Regions from separate parts of the Zea mays genome. Here region 1 is linked to region 2. A link is a contact called in public Hi-C data. All regions are on one chromosome and are shown on one strand. The core of a region is the stretch at or near the end of the contact, and the rest is flanking DNA. Distances in the headings are between cores, read along the strand shown.

Region 1 (4,517 bases), core at 653-3,152, 140 kb after region 2:
TGCATTTTAATAATTATCTACTAAATATTTGCTACGAGAAATAAAAGTAGAAAAATAAACACCAAAATTATTGCATGAGCATAATACGTCAGGTGTAAAAAGTATTTCCATATTTAAACATGTACTTTTCTACTAATTATTTACTGCTGGAAATAATTAATTAAAGTGGAATCTGAAACATAAAATGTTTTATTCTTTCCGTTTATTTTCAGATAGCTTAGTCGTGTGTGCTTAGAAAAATACACCAAAACGCGTTTGGTGAACGCATGCAATCACATAGGCCATCCAATTGCAAAACGCTTCTGAACGCATGCTCGCACGACCCTTTCTTTTTTTTTGTTTGACTCGGCAAAGCCATGCACAACTCTCTCCTATTTTTATGTGCTGCTTTGACCAGAAGCTCAACAGCCTCTCCTATTGCAACGGATGGAAGGACCAGTACGGAGCGCGAAGCGGATCTGGTACGCGATGGTGGGAAACGCATCGGCCAGACAGAACGGTTCCTCTCGCAGACGTGCGCAACTTCTGGCACGTGGGCACGAACGACCACGACGCAGGCACATCGTCCGACGTGGGCTAGCTAGCACGTGTGCGTAGAAGCACATCGACGATGGTAGTTTATCGCGCATGAATCACAGTCCGTATCAAGAACATTAAACATGCCGATCTATTCCGTAGAGGAAAAATCGAAGTCTCTCGCGTAGGAGAGTTCGGCTAGGCCAGAGACCTGCCGGCTTGACGGAGAGTTGATGCAGATCTGATCTCGCCGCAGCAACGTCGAGGTAGAGCGTGCTGATAACGTGTTGAGAACTACGTTACCACGGATCACCAGATCCGCTCCCTTCCCTCCCGTCAGCAGTAGAGGCACAAGAAGATGTAGAGAACCCGTCTCCCTTTCCATAAGCACGACAGAGGAAACACACGAGACACTGGTATAGGGTTGGGCCTCTGGCCTCTTTCTGATCTATATTCCATATGAGGGGTACAAGTTCTATATATAGAGACGCGATAGCCCTCAGGGCTATATTCGATATTTGCCCACATAACCCTAACTAGGGTTACTTAACAGTTTGATAATACGTAACAGCTCTTAGAGCAACTCCAACAGTCTATATATAAATTTTAGCTAAATTTAGAATTTAGAGAACTGTAAAAAAGATAGACAGGATCCTAACGGATGGTATATCCAACAAACTCTTCAAATATCAGTGGCGAAGCCAGGCTGACCGTCGTCGCACCTTGACAATGTGCTCCCCATATTGGCATCCTCCATAGCCGTCTAGCTACCAACGCCGCTCGCCCACCACCCACACATGAGAGGCTGAAACTCGAACTCACACCATGGTCCATGGCAAACAGGCTGACCCGTGGAGCTGCTAGATGCCTAGAGGCTACACCGCTACAGCCTACTTTGTAAATGGATGATGCAGAATTGAATATCATATCGAGTACATAGCGGCAGCGGGTTTGACCTCAGTGCCAGAAGATCCATCGCAATGGTGCCGCCTCGATGGACGGTTGGACGCCGTACCTCCTCCAGCCAGAGCCCGAGCACGTCTCCAGTCTAGCCCCGGCTCCGCGTCGCCTTCGACAATCATGCCTAACTCGAGCGGGAAGGCACGGAGCGAGAACCAGAGCAGGGGCGCGGGAACCTGAGCGGGGCGAGTAGGAGGGCGAGCATGAGGTTGGGAGAACGCGTCGGCTGGCAGATGGCGAGTCCCGAGCGCTAGCCAAAGATACCGAGCGACGGGAAGCTGATGGCGAGTGAGATACGATGGCGAGGTCGAAGGCGATGCTGTTGGAAGCCGTTTGCATAGTGATTTTCTTTTTTTTACCGAGCACATGTTGTTTAACCAGCCTGTTGGAGTTGCTCTTAGTGGTCAGAAGTAAAAAAGCACAACCAAACAAGGCCGGACGAAAAAAAGCTCTGAATTGCAGTACGCAGACATCATAATTACGTAAACTCAGCCCATCCTGGGCGGCCCACCTCGAACCGGTCCAGATTACTCTGACCGGACCGACCTTTCTTCGTCTTCCCCGTTCGGTATTTCCGCCCTCGGCGCCGGGAAACCCTAGCCCGCGTCCATGGACGATCCCTCCTCCGCCTCCAACAAGCGCAAGCGCGGGCGCAAGCCCAAGGTGTCGCCGCCCTCCCCCGACCGCTCATCCCCCTCTGCGGTGGCCGCCCCCGCTCCCGTTCCGGTTGCGCGCCGTGGCCGCAAGCCGCGACGTCATGAGGACCCCGCCGACGCGGACGCCGCGCGTCCGCCGTCCCCGCTCCGCCGCAGGGTGCTTAATACGGTGGCAAATGGAGGCGATGCGGTGGCGGAGGCAGGCCCCGCGAGCTGGGACGAGGTGGTGAGGGTGGTGCCGTGCATGGACGCCGTGGTCAAGGTGTTCTGCGTGCACACGGAGCCCAACTTCTCGCTGCCGTGGCAGCGGAAGCGGCAGTACAGCTCTAGCAGTAGCGGGTTTATCATCAGCGGCCGCCGTGTCCTCACCAATGCCCACTCCGTGGAGCACTATACCCAGGTTAAGCTTAAGAAGCGCGGCTCTGACACCAAGTACCTTGCCACCGTCCTGGCCATCGGCACAGAGTGCGATATTGGTGCGCCCGCTCTTCCCATCCCTGCCCTGCCTCCATTGTTTATTTCTTACTATCGTTAATTTTCTTATTGTTATGTAACCATGAAAATCAGATGCATAATAATGTCTGTATTGTTTTCTTGGAATCTATGAAACTTCTGACGTTATAGAATCATTTATGAGTTATGGAATGATACTTAAGATTTTTCCCTGTTGCTTATGCAATCTAATTTGATATTTTTCATTTGTTCTATCTGTCTCAGCGCTCTTAACTGTCAATGACGATGAATTCTGGGAAGGAGTTTCACCTGTCGAGTTCGGAACATTACCGGCCCTTCAGGACGCAGTTACTGTTGTTGGTTATCCAATTGGAGGAGATACTATATCCGTGACAAGTGGAGTTGTCTCTAGGATAGAAATACTTTCATACGTTCATGGTTCTACAGAACTTCTAGGATTGCAGGTACCTTTCCCCCCTGAAATTATAATAACTTCAAATAAACCTTTATATAAAGATGGATGTTGCAAGTGAAGTAAATCTATTGAGAAATAATAACTTATCTGCTTACCGGCATGTCTAATACGGGCCTTGTCTTGTTGATAGATAGATGCAGCTATTAATTCAGGAAATTCAGGTGGTCCAGCTTTTAATGATAGAGGCAAATGTGTCGGTATAGCATTTCAATCTCTTAAACATGAAGATGCCGAGAATATAGGCTATGTGATACCGACTCCAGTTATTACACATTTCATCGAGGACTACAAAAATTCTGGAGGATACACAGGTATTATGCCCTTTTCAGTTTTATTAGCATAATCATGCATCTGGGTCTACAGTCTACTATTGTTATTAGAGCAATGAACATTGTTTTTTATTCTTATTTTGAACCACTTAGCTAGTTTAACAAAATTAGTCGGATGATATTAACATATTTAGTGAAGGGCAGGCCTGCTGCAGTGGTGACTGGTGAGAGCTGTCTCACTGAGTCACCAGGTCATGGGTTCAAAGCAGCCTCTCTGTATTTGTGGGGGAAGACTTGCTTCGGTTTATCCCTTTCCTAGACCCGACTCATGGGAGCTTCTGACACTAGGTTTGCCCTTTTATATTAACATTTATTTAGTCTATAGTCGTTCCAGTTTATGGACCTGTTCTTCCAGTTACATGGTGCATGATGATTGTTTTTCCTTCTAATGATTATTATGCCCTGCAGTATGATGATTGATATTGCTTTAATGTATAGCCCTTATTGCAAATGTAATCGAGTCTTTAGTCAAATAGAGAGCCGCCTAGTTATTTCATTCCTGTAACTGTTTAAGTAGCAATATGTTGGTATAAAGCCTATGTGTCCTATCACTCTTCTACATGAGTTATTGGTTGTCCTTGGTGATCTTTATATGCAAGTAACATCTGTATTTATTCTGATGACAATCTTCTAGTCATTAGTAATTCCATGTAATACTTAGTACTGTGATGTTGATGCCTATCCCTTAGATCTTTCTTATTTTCCAATGACAGCCTAACCATATTCTTTTTGTTTATTATTTCAGGGTTTCCTATACTAGGAGTTGAATGGCAGAAAATGGAGAATCCTGATCTCCGTAAAGCAATGGGAATGAAACCAGATCAAAAGGGTGTTCGTGTTAGGAGGGTGGAGCCCACGGCTCCAGAATCTGGATGCCTACAACCGTCTGATATTATTCTTAGCTTTGATGGTGTTGACATTGCTAATGATGGAACAGGTTAGTTGTAGTTCTGTAGTTTATGAATATTGTTGTTTTTCAGCTCAACTGTTTGCAGTGCTCGACAAGGCGCCGTTCCGTATCCGCATAGGCATGCTTATGCGCTAGATGACGGGGTACTGTGGAGCCTAGGGGGTAGGCGATATATAGTCGGTTCCTGTCGGCCGCGGCAGCCAGACAAGCTGTCCCGG
Region 2 (4,830 bases), core at 1,817-4,316:
TCAGTGCCATGGATGGACACATGCCTGCGGCTAGTACATGAAGCTTTTTTTCTAATCTTCTGCGATTCTTCTCTCGATTGAAAAGTAAATTGCAGATTCAATCAAGAAATTGTGTACCATATTTCTTGATGCAGAACAGAAGTGAAACCTATCGCGTAGTATAGTTCGGCAAGGCCGAGGGACCTGCCGGCGTGACGGGGAGTTGATGCAGATCCGATCATGTAGCAACGTTGAGGTAGAGCGTGCTGATAACGTGTTGAGAACTACGTTACCACGGATCACCAAATCCGCTCCCTTCCCTCCCGTTAGCAGTAGAGACGCAAGAAGCTGTAGAGGACCCGTCTCCCTTCCCATAAGCACGACAGAGAAACACACAAGACACCGGGTATAAGGTTGGACTTTTGGCCTCTTTCTCTTCTCTGTATTATGAGGGAGTGTATAAGTTCTTTATATAGAGATGTGAGACCCCTCAAAGAAAAAGCAAATATTTGCCCACATAACCCTAACTAGGGTTACCTAACAGCTTTGTCTTCTCGTCGTCAGAGTCGTCGTCGTCGTCGCCCTGTAATTCCACGCAGGCCAATAAACCGTCAGCGCGGGTCCTCGCAGTTAAGCTGAGAGGGCCTACAGCTCGAGCCCCATGTTGAAAACAGCCCAGATTACGAGTTTAAATAGGCCCATCGGCGGCCTACCGCTCTGCTCACATTCTTCTTCCGGCCGTAACTGGGCCTCTCGTACCCGTACGACGATGGCTTCGGCTTCCGGTTACAAGTGTTGAGTCGCCAAGTCTCTCTTTTGGTACGCAATACGGGCCTTCATATCTATGTGGGCCTTTTTACAAGTGTTAGTTTTGTTGGGCTATTGAATGAAGAATAGGACGTACGGGCCGTCGACGGGGTGGCAGTTTTGTTGAAACGTTTCCGGCTCGCCTCTGCCTGTACAGTTCCGTACTAACGTGATCAGCTACTAGTATTGTTCAGTTGTTGAACATGCTGGCAAAAACGGCAACGTATCTGGTCCTCAAAGTGGTACGGTGCTCACGTGCACATTTTAAATCTGGTGCATCCATCTTGCATTCAACGACACCAGCAATTTTACGAAGAACCCCTCCCACCAGGGGAGGAAGGTGGAAAGGGGTTTTCACAAAATTGGTGCTGCTGTTAGATGCAAAATGGATGTACCAGATTTAAAATGTCCACATGAGCACCGTACCCCTTTGAACACCATACGTTCCCAAAGAAAGAAGCGGGGGGCGCAACATAGAAAGCGAGAGCAACAGCGACGCCCAAGGAAGATCGAGTTCCGAATTCCGATGCGGGGAAGCTCGATCGCCGCCTGGTCCTGAACTGAAACGAAAATATGCTCCGTTCTACTTCTAACCCGTTTTTTCTTTCCTCCCGTCTCAAGGCGCGGGTTAGCGGCCGACGGAGCGAGGTTTGACCGCGTTGACGTACTTCAGTTTTTCAGGCTCTTCGTGAACGGACATCCCTCTCCGTCGCGAGACACGTTGGCTCTGATGGATTAGAGAAGTCAGCGTGTCTTGCGGGAAGCCCATGCCGTGGATCTCCTCCACCTACTGGCCACTGGCCGCAGAAAATGTTCCCCGAAAGGCACGGAAATGGTTGACTCCCGTTCTAGTGTTCCCTCATTTTACAACATCCTATCAACCACTACGGGCTATGGCTACTACTCGCCTTCGCCTTCGCCTCCACTCCACTCGGGATCTTCTCAAGTCACAAAAGGCCTGATTGGTTGTCGGATGCCCGGGCGTCTGGCTCGCGTGAGCATGCAGGCGAACGAGCCGAAAAAGGCTTGGTTTGCACCCGCGCTTACAGGCTGAGCCGATGCCGTGCATCCAACCAAACACGTGCGCAGACACGGTCAATGTACGTGGTGGGCCTGGACACAGGCGACCGAGTAACCAATCACACCGAAAATGTATGTTCCAGAAAACAGGCCAGGGCGCGAAGCTAATCTCGGAGGAATTTCACCTGCCTCGGCAGCCAAATCCCCCGTTTCATGGATCGGTGGCGACGTGCCACGACAAAACTAGCGCCGGCACCCAACGGCATGCACTGTAGTAGTACAGTGGTATAACCGTCGTTTGCCCAAGCGCGCAGCCTTGCGACACCGACCTACGAAGGAGTAGCAGATTTTAGGGGTGGGTGTTCGGGTTACCCGAAAATTTCGGGTCGGGTAATTCGGGTTTTTAAAATTTCGAGTTTTGAGAATCGATACCCGAAATTACAACGAGTTTTACAATATTTGAAAATTTGGGTACTCGGAATTTCGGGTTCGGGTTCGGATATTCCCGAACTATCCGAACTATTGTGTCGGCTTCATAAAAACACATACATCCTATTAAATTAGTATAAAAATATGGTTTAAATAATGGTATACATGGACATATAAAACACAAGCAATCTACAATCACAAGTAATGTATACTTACACATAATTATAGATATGCAAATTAATGATTAAGCATGACATGAGTACATGACACATAAAAGTTCGGGTAATTCGGGTATTTCGGGTACCCGATTGTGATACCCGAATTACCCGTAATAAATTCGGGTTTTGAAAGTTGCTACCCGAAATTCCCGAACAAAATTCGGGTTTCGGGTTCGAGTTCGAATATTCTGGGTTGGGTTTCGGGTTACGGATTTTTTTGCACAGCCCTAGCAGATTTGTGGTGTGGTTCGTTGCCACTTACCCTGCGGGACATTTGTGGTAATTTCCGGACTCTGTCAACGGATGGCACGATAATTATTGGCAGAAGGCGACGGTCCCGGGCCCGCCTGACACGTCACTGCCTACCCCAATTCCGTCCGGGCAGCCGCCACGCCATCCAACCAAACACCGTTCATTATGCCACTTTGGCGGAGTGTTACAGTAACCGATCCCGGAACGAACACCGTTCACTCCTTCGAAACGCAGTGCTACAGTAGTAAGCAACGTCCCTCGACCTCACGTCTCCACGAACTCTCGCAACGAAAAGTAATCTGCTGCTGAGACTACTACGTCCATTATGAGTACGGGTATGTGCAGTATAGATACGGGCTTTGTGCAGTAGATACGGGCTCGTATATTCGCATGGTACTACTAGTACTACGCCGTATACATATTATAATGCATTAAGTCTTATGCAATGCGGTATTAAAAGCACGGAATGGCATTATCAGCCGACTAAGCCCTGAATCTTTTTGTCCTGCCCTTGAAGCGTCAAAGGTACGTACGTACATATGTATCTGCCCAGATAGTTATATACATATTACTACATCTGTTCTCTAGTTCGTTTTTAAACTAAACATTGACAAATAGAAATGGAGTCAGTATTTTATAATGGGATCCGCACACGCATACGGCCACCCCCTCCACACCGCATTAGTAGGTCGGAACGATTACTAACTGAATTATTTTTTTAATTTATATAAATTTTTATTAGCTAGAATAATTTCAAGTACAATCCGAAACAAACGAACAAGGTCTAGTCGTGCTCCACCTCCGCCCCCGTACAGTAGTACCCCACCCTACACTACACCATCGCTCACAGCGCACCGTTAAAAGATTCAGGGCTTCACGGGTTCTTGAGACTGTTCTTGGGCCGCGCTGCCACACCTCGCCCGCCTAAATAAAACACACTCCTTCCTTCCTTCCTTCTTTCTCAGTCACTCCTCGCTAGCTCTATCTGAGTGAATTAAACTGCTCAGGGCTCACTGGCTCCTCTCAGCGCTAAGCCCAGCTGTAAAGCTAAGGTTCCGACTTCCAAGCAGTGTGGTCGCCGGAAGAGCGTAGCGAGCGGCGTTCAGCTCACCAGCGTTGCATTGGAAGGAAGGGCGAGAGACGGAGCGTGAGATCGATCGAGCTTCAAGGAGGGCAAGATGATTTCGGCGGCGGACTTGTACCACGTGATGACGGCCGTGGTGCCGTTGTACGTGGCGATGATCCTGGCGTACGGGTCGGTGCGGTGGTGGCGCATCTTCTCGCCGGACCAGTGCTCCGGGATCAACCGCTTCGTGGCGCTCTTCGCGGTGCCGCTGCTGTCCTTCCACTTCATCTCCACCAACAACCCCTACACCATGAACCTGCGCTTCATCGCCGCCGACACGCTGCAGAAGCTCATGGTGCTGGCCATGCTCACCGCGTGGGGCCACCTCAGCCGCCGGGGGCGGGGCAGCCTCGACCTGGACTGGACCATCACGCTCTTCTCCCTCTCCACGCTGCCCAACACGCTCGTCATGGGCATCCCGCTGCTCAGGGGCATGTACGGCGACTTCTCGGGAAGCCTCATGGTGCAGATCGTCGTGCTCCAGTGCATCATCTGGTACACGCTCATGCTCTTCATGTTCGAGTACCGCGCCGCGCGGCTGCTCATCGCCGAGCAGTTCCCGGGCAACGCCGCCGGGGCCATCGCCTCCATCGCCGTCGACCCGGACGTGGTCTCCCTCGTCGACCACGGCCGCGGGGACGCCATCGAGACGGAGGCCGAGGTCAGGGAGGACGGCAGGATACACGTCACCGTGCGCCGCTCCAGCGCGTCGCGCTCCGACGTCGTCTACTCGCGCCGCTCCGTGGGCGGCTTCTCCGGCGCCACCCCGCGCCCCAGCAACCTCACCAACGCCGAGATCTACTCCCTGCAGTCGTCGCGCAACCCGACGCCGCGGGGATCCAGCTTCAACCACACCGACTTCTACTCCATGGTCGGCCGCAGCTCCAACTTCGGCGCGGCCGACGCGTTCGGCGCCGTCCGCACCGGCGCCGGCACCACGCCGCGCCCGTCCAACTACGAGGACGACGCGTCCAGGCCCAAGTACCCGCTGCCCGTGGT

Evidence for each region. A called contact is a pair of places that touch in the nucleus more often than the background predicts.
Region 1: a Hi-C map of leaf shows a contact between it and region 2, with 5 times the contacts expected there. The contact joins the promoter of LOC103655753 here to the promoter of LOC103654258 in region 2. A contact is called at or near these places in 3 of 25 Hi-C or Micro-C datasets (endosperm, leaf and tassel).

Annotation. Positions count from the first base shown.
Region 1 is chr4:187,496,280-187,500,796 of Zm-B73-REFERENCE-NAM-5.0, forward strand. LOC103655753 (protease Do-like 9) reads left to right here and starts at 1,903. Exons shown (of 10, transcript XR_002269232.1): 1 at 1,903-2,608; 2 at 2,850-3,049; 3 at 3,191-3,371; 4 at 4,135-4,326.
Region 2 is chr4:187,354,798-187,359,627 of Zm-B73-REFERENCE-NAM-5.0, forward strand. It overlaps LOC103654258 (auxin efflux carrier component 1a), which reads left to right and starts at 3,067. Exons shown (of 5, transcript XM_035967464.1): 1 at 3,067-4,830. The coding sequence starts at 3,884.